Linked DNA regions of Sus scrofa: region 2 is linked to region 1. The links are chromatin contacts, called in public HiChIP or PLAC-seq maps. All regions are on one chromosome and are shown on one strand. Each heading gives the region's core, a stretch centred on a gene start, on an enhancer-like site or on the middle of the called end of the contact. The rest is flanking DNA. Distances are from core to core; before and after follow the strand shown.

Evidence for each region. HiChIP or PLAC-seq counts read pairs in DNA pulled down with a chosen protein or histone mark.
Region 2: an H3K27ac HiChIP or PLAC-seq map of alveolar macrophages shows a contact between it and region 1. The contact joins the enhancer-like site here to the promoter of ASAH1 in region 1. A contact is called at or near these places in 1 of 5 promoter capture datasets (liver), 13 of 47 Hi-C or Micro-C datasets (alveolar macrophages, blood, embryonic fibroblasts and 8 more) and 2 of 2 datasets of contacts at active chromatin or transcription factors (alveolar macrophages and skeletal muscle).

What each region holds. Positions count from the first base shown.
Region 1 is chr17:5,746,499-5,751,382 of Sscrofa11.1, reverse strand. It overlaps ASAH1 (acid ceramidase), which reads left to right and starts at 1,572. Exons shown (of 14, transcript XM_003134187.6): 1 at 1,572-1,770. The coding sequence starts at 1,693.
Region 2 is chr17:5,780,583-5,786,067 of Sscrofa11.1, reverse strand. It overlaps FRG1 (protein FRG1), which reads left to right. Exons shown (of 9, transcript XM_003134193.3): 6 at 991-1,095; 7 at 3,079-3,170; 8 at 3,683-3,793; 9 at 5,109-5,221. The coding sequence ends at 5,145. Among named protein-coding and RNA genes, the nearest start is that of FRG1, 17 kb to the left of the region's middle. Within about 2 kb of position 2,312, at least 3 of the 83 cell types and tissues checked have an H3K27ac peak or open chromatin away from gene starts, as enhancers often do. A contact at or near this core is called in alveolar macrophages, where this site is marked.

The sequences.
Region 1 (4,884 bases), core at 323-2,822:
CCTACACCGATTTCCTTACTGTAGCCAAACATGGTAGGTGCATTCTCAGTGTTAACTTTTTGTGCCAGCTCTTCCCTCTGCCTGAAATATTTCCTAGGAATTCACAAAACTAACTTCCTCAATTTCTGCTCACACATCACTTTCTCAATAATGCTTCTCCTTTCCATGTCAAAATTGTAACTCTTCCTGCTCGTGGTCTCCCTTACTACGCTTTTTCTCTATAACATTTATTACCCTCTAACATCCTACATACATTTTCTCAGGTATGATGTTTATTGTCCATTTCTCATCTAGAATTTAAGCCTCATGAGGGGAGAACTGTCTGTTTTGTTCCTGCCTTTTCCTAGTGTCTGAAGAAATGACACATTATACATGGACAGTGAATTTTTTTAAATTAAGTAACATCTTATGATCTGCTTGCTCACTGCTGAATCGGGAACCACTTTAATCATGTGATGTATTTCAAATGTTAAACTTCCTCCTCAGAGAGAGGAAACCTGTCATTTACTAAAAAACAAAAATAAAAACTCTCAAATATCAAAATTCTTAATTCCAAATCTCCAACAAAAAGATTAATTTTTCTAACGAAGTAATAAAAATGGGTAAGATTTCAATTTCACGCACACAGGGGAAAAAAGAAATACATGACGATTTTAATGACAGTATTCTGAGTTTTACTGAAGCATTAAAAAAAAATTCTAATTGGATGTCAAAGAGGTTCAACCAAAAGAGTGGAACCCAGAGGGTAAACTTTCCTGTTGGACTTTTAAGAAAATCCAAACACTTTGTTTTTCAAGTGCAGGCCCAGGGGACACTGAATACTACCCTCCTCCCAAGGTCGCCTTGGCTCTGCCAGCCTAAAGCCTTTCACGAGTTAGGTGAAAACGCAGAGCTGCTGAATACCTGCAGTGAAGGAAGGTTCGCGCTTCTACCTGAACATTTCACATGTTGTATACAGGCAGGTAACTAAAACCTAAATTCTGCGGCTTGTCTGCTTATCTGTGTAAGCCTAGATGAATAATTCACAGCCTAGGGTATCCGTGAGGGTTAGTTATCCCCCCCACTCCTGGCCCCTGACACATGCTTGGTGACCCCATGGTCACTAACCTGACTCACTTCGGCCCCGCTCTCCTCTGAGCACAAAGACGGGTCGCGTGCTACGCCGCGTTTTGAGACTCTCCTGAGTTGGACCCTTTCTGTGGCCACCTGATACCGAGCGGCCCGACTGTAGACCTCGCCCTGGACCGTTTGGGGACGCTGCAAGGCATCGCCTGGCCGGGCCACAGACTCGGAGATGGGGGCGGCCCCTCGGCTGCCAGATCCAGGGAAAAAGTTCCTCAGCTAAACCCGGGGCGGGGCCGGGGCTCGGGGCCGGCGCAACCACTGCCCGCGAAGCGGAGGGGGAGAGGGGGAGACGCGACAACACTACGGTCCTAACATGAGCGCTGAACGCCATCCTGTGGGTTGGTGTGTCCTCTTGGACGGCTCCTTCGTCCTGCTGCACCCCCAGAAAGCCTGGTCTTCTCCTTGCTGTCCCACCTCCTGGGCGCCCGTCTCCCCCCATCCGTCCTCCTATAGTGCGGTCTGGCTCTCGGGTCACGCGGCGGCGGGGGCGTGGCATGTTCCGACCTCAGGTGCTGCCTCCCGCGGCTTCAGCTGGCGTTTTTTGCAGCGGTGTTGGCTGCTGGAACCATGCAGGGCAGGAGTCGCCTAACCCTGGTCCTCCTGAGCGTTGCCATCGCCTGCGCGGTGGCGCAGTACGTGCCACCGGTGAGTGAGCTGGAACCGAGGGTTCGGAGAGCGTCCTGCAAGAGCATGGGTGGGGTCGGGTGGGGTGAGGTGGGGCGTAGGTGCTGGGCTGGCTGGGCAAGCGGGGCGTGAGGGACACCTGATCCTGGCAGCTTCTTTACCCAGGTGGATGTATTGCTGGGCAGGGGTGTGGGTGCGGACCGGGCTGACAAACCTCACCCCAAATTGATTCGGTACAAGCACGAACAAGGAAATCTTTACGGGAAATCCTGATTTCTGCGGGAAGGTGATTGTGATTTGCACATTTGAGTGATTGCACTTGTTCTAAGAGTGCCGGACTAGCGCATCCAGAACTGCAGGCGAAAGTTCCAGTTGACTTGTGTACACAGTTAAGTGACAAACTGCTTGAAGACTTTGGCACGAGGTGCTGAAGTAGCAGCTAAGGATTCCGAGGGCCCTGGAAAAGGGCTTGGCGTCCCAGTCAGGGCAACGGAGTAACCGAGGCCGCCCCCATGTGGCTGCCTTGGCCTTCACCTTCCCAAGGTCCTGTGAATACCCGTCCTGTGACTCTCCTTCGGAGAAGTAGCAGGAACACAGAGCTGATACTTGCGAAAGACGATGAGGGACCAGTTTCACTCTTATTTTACTTGGAGGAAGTAGACTCTGAGAAAATGGCTAGCTAGAGGTCACACTATTGTTTTCTTAAGCATGCTTGAAATCAAGCCTCTGGTCACCCAGTTTGGTGCTCTTGCATAATTCTCTCTTTTGGGGGGGAGCTTTTTTTAGGGTCCCACTCGCTGCATATGGAGGTTCCCAGGCTAGGGGTGGAATAGGAGCTGTAGCCGCTGGCCTACACCACAGCGACAGCAAGGCTAGAGGCCAGCCGTATCTGCAACCTACACCACAGTTCACAGCAAGGCGGGATCCTTAATCCACTGAGTAAGGCCAGGGATCGAACCTGCGTCCTCATGGATACTAGTACTAGTCAGGTTCGTTTCCGCTGAGCGACAGTGGGAACTCCCATAATTCTCTTCATTAAAAGCAATAAGAGTGCATTTTTCTTTACCAACAAATCAGTTAACTAGGAACTTGGGTGCATGTGACCTAAGCCTAGATGAGGGTAATCTTGAGTAGCTCAGGTAGGCTATTGACATTGGGAGCTAGATGTGCATTTTATTCTTTTATTTCTCTAAGGCGAAATACTTTAATAATAAAATCGTGGTGAGATACTATTCAGCCATTCAAAATCGATATAAGGTAAAGCAAATTTAAGCAGAATACAAAATAGTATGCACAGTAATTTCAATACGAGAAAAATACACAGTTTATGCATGTGGGCAAGGAATTAATTTGCTTTAAAATGGTTGGGATTGGAGTTCCCGTCGTGGTGCAGTGGTTAACGAATCCGACTAGGAACCATGAGGTCGCGGGTTCGATCCTTGCCCTTGCTCGGTGGGTTAAGGATCCTGCGTTGCCGTGAGCTGTGGTGTAGGTTGCGGACGCAGCTCGGATCCCGCGTTGCTGTGGCTCTGGCGTAGGCCGGGGGCTGCAGCTCCGATTCGACCCCTAGTCTGGGAACCTCCTTATGCCGCAGGAGCGGCCCAAAGAAATAGCAAAAAAGACAAAAAAAAAAAAAAATAAATAAATAAAATAAATAAAATAGTTGGGATTATAGAAGTTTTTAAAGAATTTTATGCTTTGATATTATCAGTGATTTTCAGCTAAAGACCCCAGGAAACACACCTGTAGTTGAGTAAATATGGTTTATTATTTTTGGCAGTGAAGGAGAATGCAGGACACCATCAATTGTGGGACCTCTCGGTGAAAAGGTTATGGTGCAGTGGGTTAAGGATTTGGTGTTTCTACAGTTGTTGCTCAGAGTCGTTTCTTGGCTTGGGAACTTCCATGTGCTGCAGGTGTGGCCAAAAGGGGGGATTAGGGAAAACGTATTTTATAACTTAGACTTTGGTTATGTGTTTTAAGAGTAGGTATAAAGAATGGGGTTTGCTCTAGATCGAATGCTTTTAGGAAGTGGGGCAACACAGGGTAAATAAGAAACAGTCATCTATTTGTTTAGCAGGAGAAGAGGGTGTTTGGTACTTTGTGGGTTGCAGTATGCTTGTTTTTATTTGTGCTTAGACAGAATCATGAAGTGGACTTGCTTTGTCTCATTTGATCATGTTTCGGGTTAACCTTAAGTGAGGTGGATATTCTGTGAGGTTGGTTATGTCCAACAGGAGATGGTTTTAAGTGTCAGACCCGCATGAAGTAATACTGAGAGTTAGTTGTGGACCTCAGAGCAGTTTCAGATATCAGGGTCTGCTTTTTTTTTTTTTTTTTCTTCTCAATATTTTTTCAATCAGATGTACTTTAAAAGGTATTTTTAGAACAAGAAGAATCAGCCCTTCCATGAATTTAATTGTTTTTATCTGGAACTGTGGTTGTCGAAGTCTAGTCAGGCCACTGGTGTCAGTTTGGGAAGCTGTTTCACAAGTCTTTAGTGAAATGAGAAAAAATGAGGGTGTAAAACTAAATTAATTTAGAATGTCATTTTTTATTTTGACCTTATGACCTTTCAATTTTTGTCATTACAGTGTTCTTTCTTATATGTGTGTGTTTTTGTTTTGTTTGTTTTAACATCTTCACCTTGGAGAACAAAATTGGGATTATCCTGTTCTGGGCCCCTCTTAATTTTTTAATTGATCTTGAAATTCTGGGAGCTGCTGGTTGAAAGGATTAGGGGAACGTCACAGAAGTTGTGACCTCATCCATTGACAAGAATAGCAGTTTTTTGTTTTTAATTTACCATGATAAACTGTAGCCACATAGTGATAAGAGATATATCAAAACTACTTTAGGTTATGAGGCCTAGCTTTAAATTACAAACAAGAATCACTGGATTTGGAATATGTGTAGGTTTTTCCTTTTTGAGTCTTTTCAGTATATGGCATATTTCTTGAGTCGTTTTTGATTCTACTAAGAGAACTATTAAGAGATGGTGGTGACAAGTTCTTCCACTACTGGGTATGCATCCAGAGAAAACCTATACACTAATTTGAGAAGATATCTGCACCCTCATATTCAATGCAGTATTATTTATAATAGCCAAGATATGGAAATAGCCTAATTGCCTGT
Region 2 (5,485 bases), core at 1,063-3,562, 34 kb before region 1:
ATACCTTATAATGATTTCATTTATAAATATATTGTCTGATGCTTAAGGTAGTCATAGTTTTCCAAAACAATCAACCATATATGAGTTATAATTAAACCTTATATTTTAATGGAATTTAACAAAGTTTATAATCTAAGTTTAGATATATAAAAAAAGGTTCAGTTTTATTTATTACAGTCAGTATAATACACTGAACATTAAACAACTAAAAAAGAATATAAATAATTCTTCCTATACCCAGAAGCCCCTCTGACATTGATTCTTTTTTTTTGTCTTTTGTCCTTTTAGGGCCGCACCCACGGCATACAAAGGTTCCCAGGCTAGGGGTCCAATTGGAACTGTAGCCACCAGCCTACGCCAGAGCCACAGCAGTGCAGATCCCAGCTATGTCTGCAGCCTACACTCACAACTCACGGCAATTCAGGATCCTTAACCCACTGAGTGAGGCCAGGGATGGAACCAGCCACCTCATGGTTCCTGGTCTGATTCATTTCCACTGGCTGCGCTACTTTGGGAACTCCCCAGGCATTGATTCTTAAAGTTCTGAGCAGTAAATTCAAATGCATTAAAGGCTACCTTTTATATGATATGTTTTTATATTTTTTAATAATGGAGGAAATTTTTACTTAAAACTACTGTTTGAGTAAAACATTATACTATAATTTTTCTGTCTTTAAAGCTAATTTTTTAAACTGAACTAAATTATATCTTAAATAATCTTCGAAGTCAAAAGAAACAATTCTATTCCATCTAGTTAGAATTTAGTCCTACTAATAGAATATACTAAAAATATTTTATGTGGTTATCTTTGAGTAGTAAGATTATAGGTGATTTTGGTTTCCTTGTCTATATGTTTTTGTATTTTCCAGGTTTCCTTCAAATTCTTTCTCCTGATTACTTTTAGACTGAAGAAAAAATTTAGTCTCAAGACTTAAGAATTTTTTTGCAGATATTCTTATAATTTATTTTTTGCTATTTTGTTTCATTTAGGGGAAAATGGCTTTACTGGCCTCAAATAGCTGCTTTATTAGATGCAATGAAGCAGGAGATATAGAAGCAAAAAGTAAAACAGCAGGAGAAGAAGAAATGATAAAGGTAATCATGACACTTTTCTATTGACTAATACATGTCATGGTGTGACTACATCTCTTTAAAATGTTACAGTCTGATCCAGATTTGCTGTGTGTAATGCATTAGTGAGGGCCAAAGTGGAAGACTTAAAGAAATGGGGAAAAAACACCTTTTCTAAAGTGACCTTAATCCCTATAAATGAAGCATAAAAATCCACGTTACATTTTTTTCTACTATCAGCATAATTTAAAACCATCTATCAAATATCTGGAGTTCCTGCTGTGGTGCAGTGGGTTAAGAATCTGGCATTGTCTCTGTGGTGGCTTGGGTTTTATTCCCTAGCCCAGCACAGTGGCTTAAGGATCCAGTCTTGCTGCAGCTGAGGCATAGCTCAGATTTGACCCCTGACCTAAGAACTTCCATTCCACTTCGACTGAAAGTGCAGCCAAAGCATAAATAAATAAAAGTTAAAAACATAATTAAAAAAATAAAAGCATCAGTCAAGTATCTGTATATGCTTTGTGTTAAATTCTGTCATATATTTGCATTTATTTTTTAAGTGTTCTCAATTTTCATAATCCTCAGTTTTACTAAAGCAAATAGCTGCAGGTGCTCTCCTGAATGCGTCATGTGCGTTGTTGTCTTTAATCTTCATAACGTTCTTATGCTGTAGTTAGTATTACCTTAACTTTACAGAGAAGGAAACAGTCTTTGGACCCTCACCATTTGAATCAGTCCCTTCATGAAAGTGATACAGGAGAGGCAGGATAGGTAGCCAGGCCCAAGTGACTCTAGAAATTATATCCCTCACCATTCTGCTTCTGAGGAAGTAAATCATTAGAAAAATGCAAGTGGATTTCTGACTCGCCCATTTTTAATTTTATTTATTTATATTTTATTGAATCTTGTTTAAATTGTTTTTCATCTGGATTACACTATAAAAGTATGATTATTGAAGACAGAGTGCACATACATGTGCAGTACTTGCACGTCTACAGGGGTGGTGGGGGGAATCCCACTATGCTGTATTTATCATTAATTACAACCATCTTTATCTGAAGTACCTGTCTCATTTCCCTGGATCTTTTTGGTCGGTCAGGTACTTGAACCTCTGAGCAGTGATAATCCAGGATTCTCTGCACCTTGCCTTTGTCATCTCAGGCTCTGCTAGCCTGTGTCGGCATCCACCTTTATGCCCTGGCCTTCAAGAATACTGCCGTCAAAAGTATTGCGTCACAGGCATGGCCTGGAATTTCCTCAAGTCTTCTAGGACCCCCCCCCAGCCAAAACTGTTGCACACATATTATTAGCACATGCTTTATTAGTCACCACTTTCTAAGCAACCTTGGAATTGTGCTCTGAGCTGTGAAGATCTGGGTCCTTTGGGTTGCAGATTGGCCACTTCCACAGCCCTGTATTCTGTCCCCTTCTTGCCCTGCTCAGTTGATCCTTATTGCTATATCTGTGTCAGTTAATTTATGGCATGTGATAGTAATTGTCAGTCAAAATTTATGAGGCTATAAGGAGGAGTTAAAAGGGATAGATTCCAATTAGGTGAAAATAAATTGTATTATGTTAAAAATTGTAATGTATCTGTTAATATCCTATGACAGTAAACCAGCTACTGGCTTAAACTTTCAACATTATAAAATAAACCCTAAATATTGGGATAATCTGATCCTACTGTATTTACTTTTGTGACCAAAATTAATTTATTGCCTAATTGGCTTATGGGATCTGATCTATATATAATACGCTTTTCAAATAATTTTCTCTGACTTCTTTCTGATATAAGGACTCTAGGGAAACATAATAGCAATTATTTACATAAATTATATATATAAATAAAAACACTATCTAAAACCTGTCCTTTTCTCACCCTAATTGCTAAGTTAATTTTTTTCTTCTTTTACATAAATCACCTAGAATATTCTTTTGTAATAAGTAAAGTGGGGCAGGGGGAAAAATAAATGTGTAACCTGTTGGTTTCTCATCTCCAATATCCAGATTAGATCCTGTGCCGAAAGAGAAACTAAGAAAAAAGATGATATTCCAGAAGAAGACAAAGGAAATGTTAAACAGTGTGAAATCAATTATGTGTAAGTATTTTTTTTTTCCTTTTAGAACTATAGATTTAGCAGTGGCATGCTTTTCAAAGTGCCTAAAATAAAATACCTAAAGGGCAAGAGGAGGCAGCATAATGTAGACTCTAGGACACAGCACTAAACTGAATGCATCTCTTAAGGTTTGTTTTCCTCACTATCCTTCTAGCTTTCAAAGCTCAGGTCACTTGGGTGAGTCTCTTTCCCCTACTCTGTAGAGTGGGGATAATTGTCAGTACATAATGCCAACCAATGCTGCCAGGACACAGGAGACTCCAGCCCCCATTCCCAAGTGTTGAATTTGTAGAGCTACCCAAACAATGGCTCTCTTGATGGATGGTGAGATACTAAGGTCATTTTTGCAGCTGAAAAGCTATATGTTATTTAAGAATTATCACTAGTTTTTTTAAATGAATGAAAACCTTTTAAAATATTTGTAAGCTCATCAGTAAACATGTATGTATAATCAAAGTGTGAGATGTTTTTCAAGAAAGGTATTTTCTTAACAGAAAGAAATTCCAGAGCTTCCAAGACCACAAACTTAAAGTAAGTAAAGAAGACAGTAAAATTCTTAAAAAGGCCCGGAAAGATGGGTTTTTGCATGAAACGCTTCTGGACAGGTAGGTGTATTTTTATTCATTTCCACCTATCTTCAGTAGCCCATAGAAGTGATGTATATAAACCCATATTATTTTTTTAATTATAGTAATTTTCAAATTTTTGTCTTTATTTCTAATTTTTTAATGTGGTATTACTACCTAAAAAGGACATCGTAAGTCTGGGCAAAGATCACTAAGAAAGAATATCTGAACATAGCCAGATTCCGAGTGCTTATATATTTTGTTGTAAGAAATTCAGGATTGACTGAAAGTACTTAATAAATTTAATTAAGTTGAATTCAGAAGTGTGCAGGATATTTATCATAGCACATTATGAATATTTACTTATTACTAGTCCTATTTAGGTAAGCAGTGTCCTAGATTTATAATTTAAAAAAATAGTTAGGTTTAGCTGTGAGCTTGCAAGTATAAATCAAGTAACTGCCAGATCAAAAGAGAATTTGGTAATCTGTTGCTACTTGTTCAAGTCCTATGTTGCAAATTTAGACTGAAGGTTTTTTATATTACTTAATGCTTTATTGTATGTTTCCCATTTACCCATCAGTCAAGTGGTTATTTGCAGGCAGCAAATGATGTAATAATTTTTTCCAGCTAAGCAAATTAGCATGTATCTGTTTCTAAGAAATCAAGAATGGGATATATGGAGTTCCCGTCGTGGCGCAGCAGAAAACGAATCTGACTAGGAACCATGAGGTTGTGGGTTCAATCCCTGGCCTCACTCAGTGGGTTAAAGATCCAGCATTGCCATGAGCTGTGGTGTAAGTCGCAGACAGAGCTCGGAACTGGCGTTGCTGTGGCTCTCGAGTAGTCCCATAGCTACAGCTCTGTTTCAACCCCCAGCCTGAGAACTTCCATATGCCACAGGTGCAGCCCTAAAATGACAAAAAGACAAAAAAAAAAAAAAAAAAAAGAATGGGATATAAAAAATAATCAGGATATGGACCCAAAAGAAATAGAATAAAGATCTATATCCTGTAAGTTATATGACTTATGAAAATACATCATTGCTACCTTGTTACATAGAAGTTTAGGGCATGTTTAAAATCAGAGGAAATTTAAATTGCTATTATGGATTTAAAAAAGCCCTTAGGCAAGATTAGGAAATTCTGTAATTTTTGTAAGAATAAAATCTATTTAGTATGATATGTAAAACTGAAAAGTAAAATTTTAATTGAAGTATTTTAATACAAGCAGTGTGGTAATATAATAACCAAAATTGAGAACACAATTCTAAACACGATTTTATGTTTAGTAGCAGTTGAATATATGATGTTTCACTTAGATTAATTTTTATCATTTGTTTTTGTTTAAACAGGAGAGCCAAATTGAAAGCTGATAGATACTGCAAGTGATCAGAATTTTCGTTTTACTCCTCTTTTTGTTTTTTTCTGAATAAAAAAAAAAATCAGTGGAAATGTTTTTATGGAATTATTGGGCTGTTATGGAGTTATTGCTGAACCAGTAGCTAGATTTAAGCAATTGATTAATCAAGTTTGAGATTCTCCATGTATGTACCTTTTAGTTAACTGCATTGTTTCCACAGAAAAGAACTTAGAGTACACAGTTTAAGTGCTACAGAATTGTTTTTCTTTTTCTGGATTTTCTGTCATAAATCATGAAGTGCCACTCTATGAAACTGATGTTTCTTGTGCAACTTATGGAAGCCGTCTTACTGCTTACAGTCTTACTTTA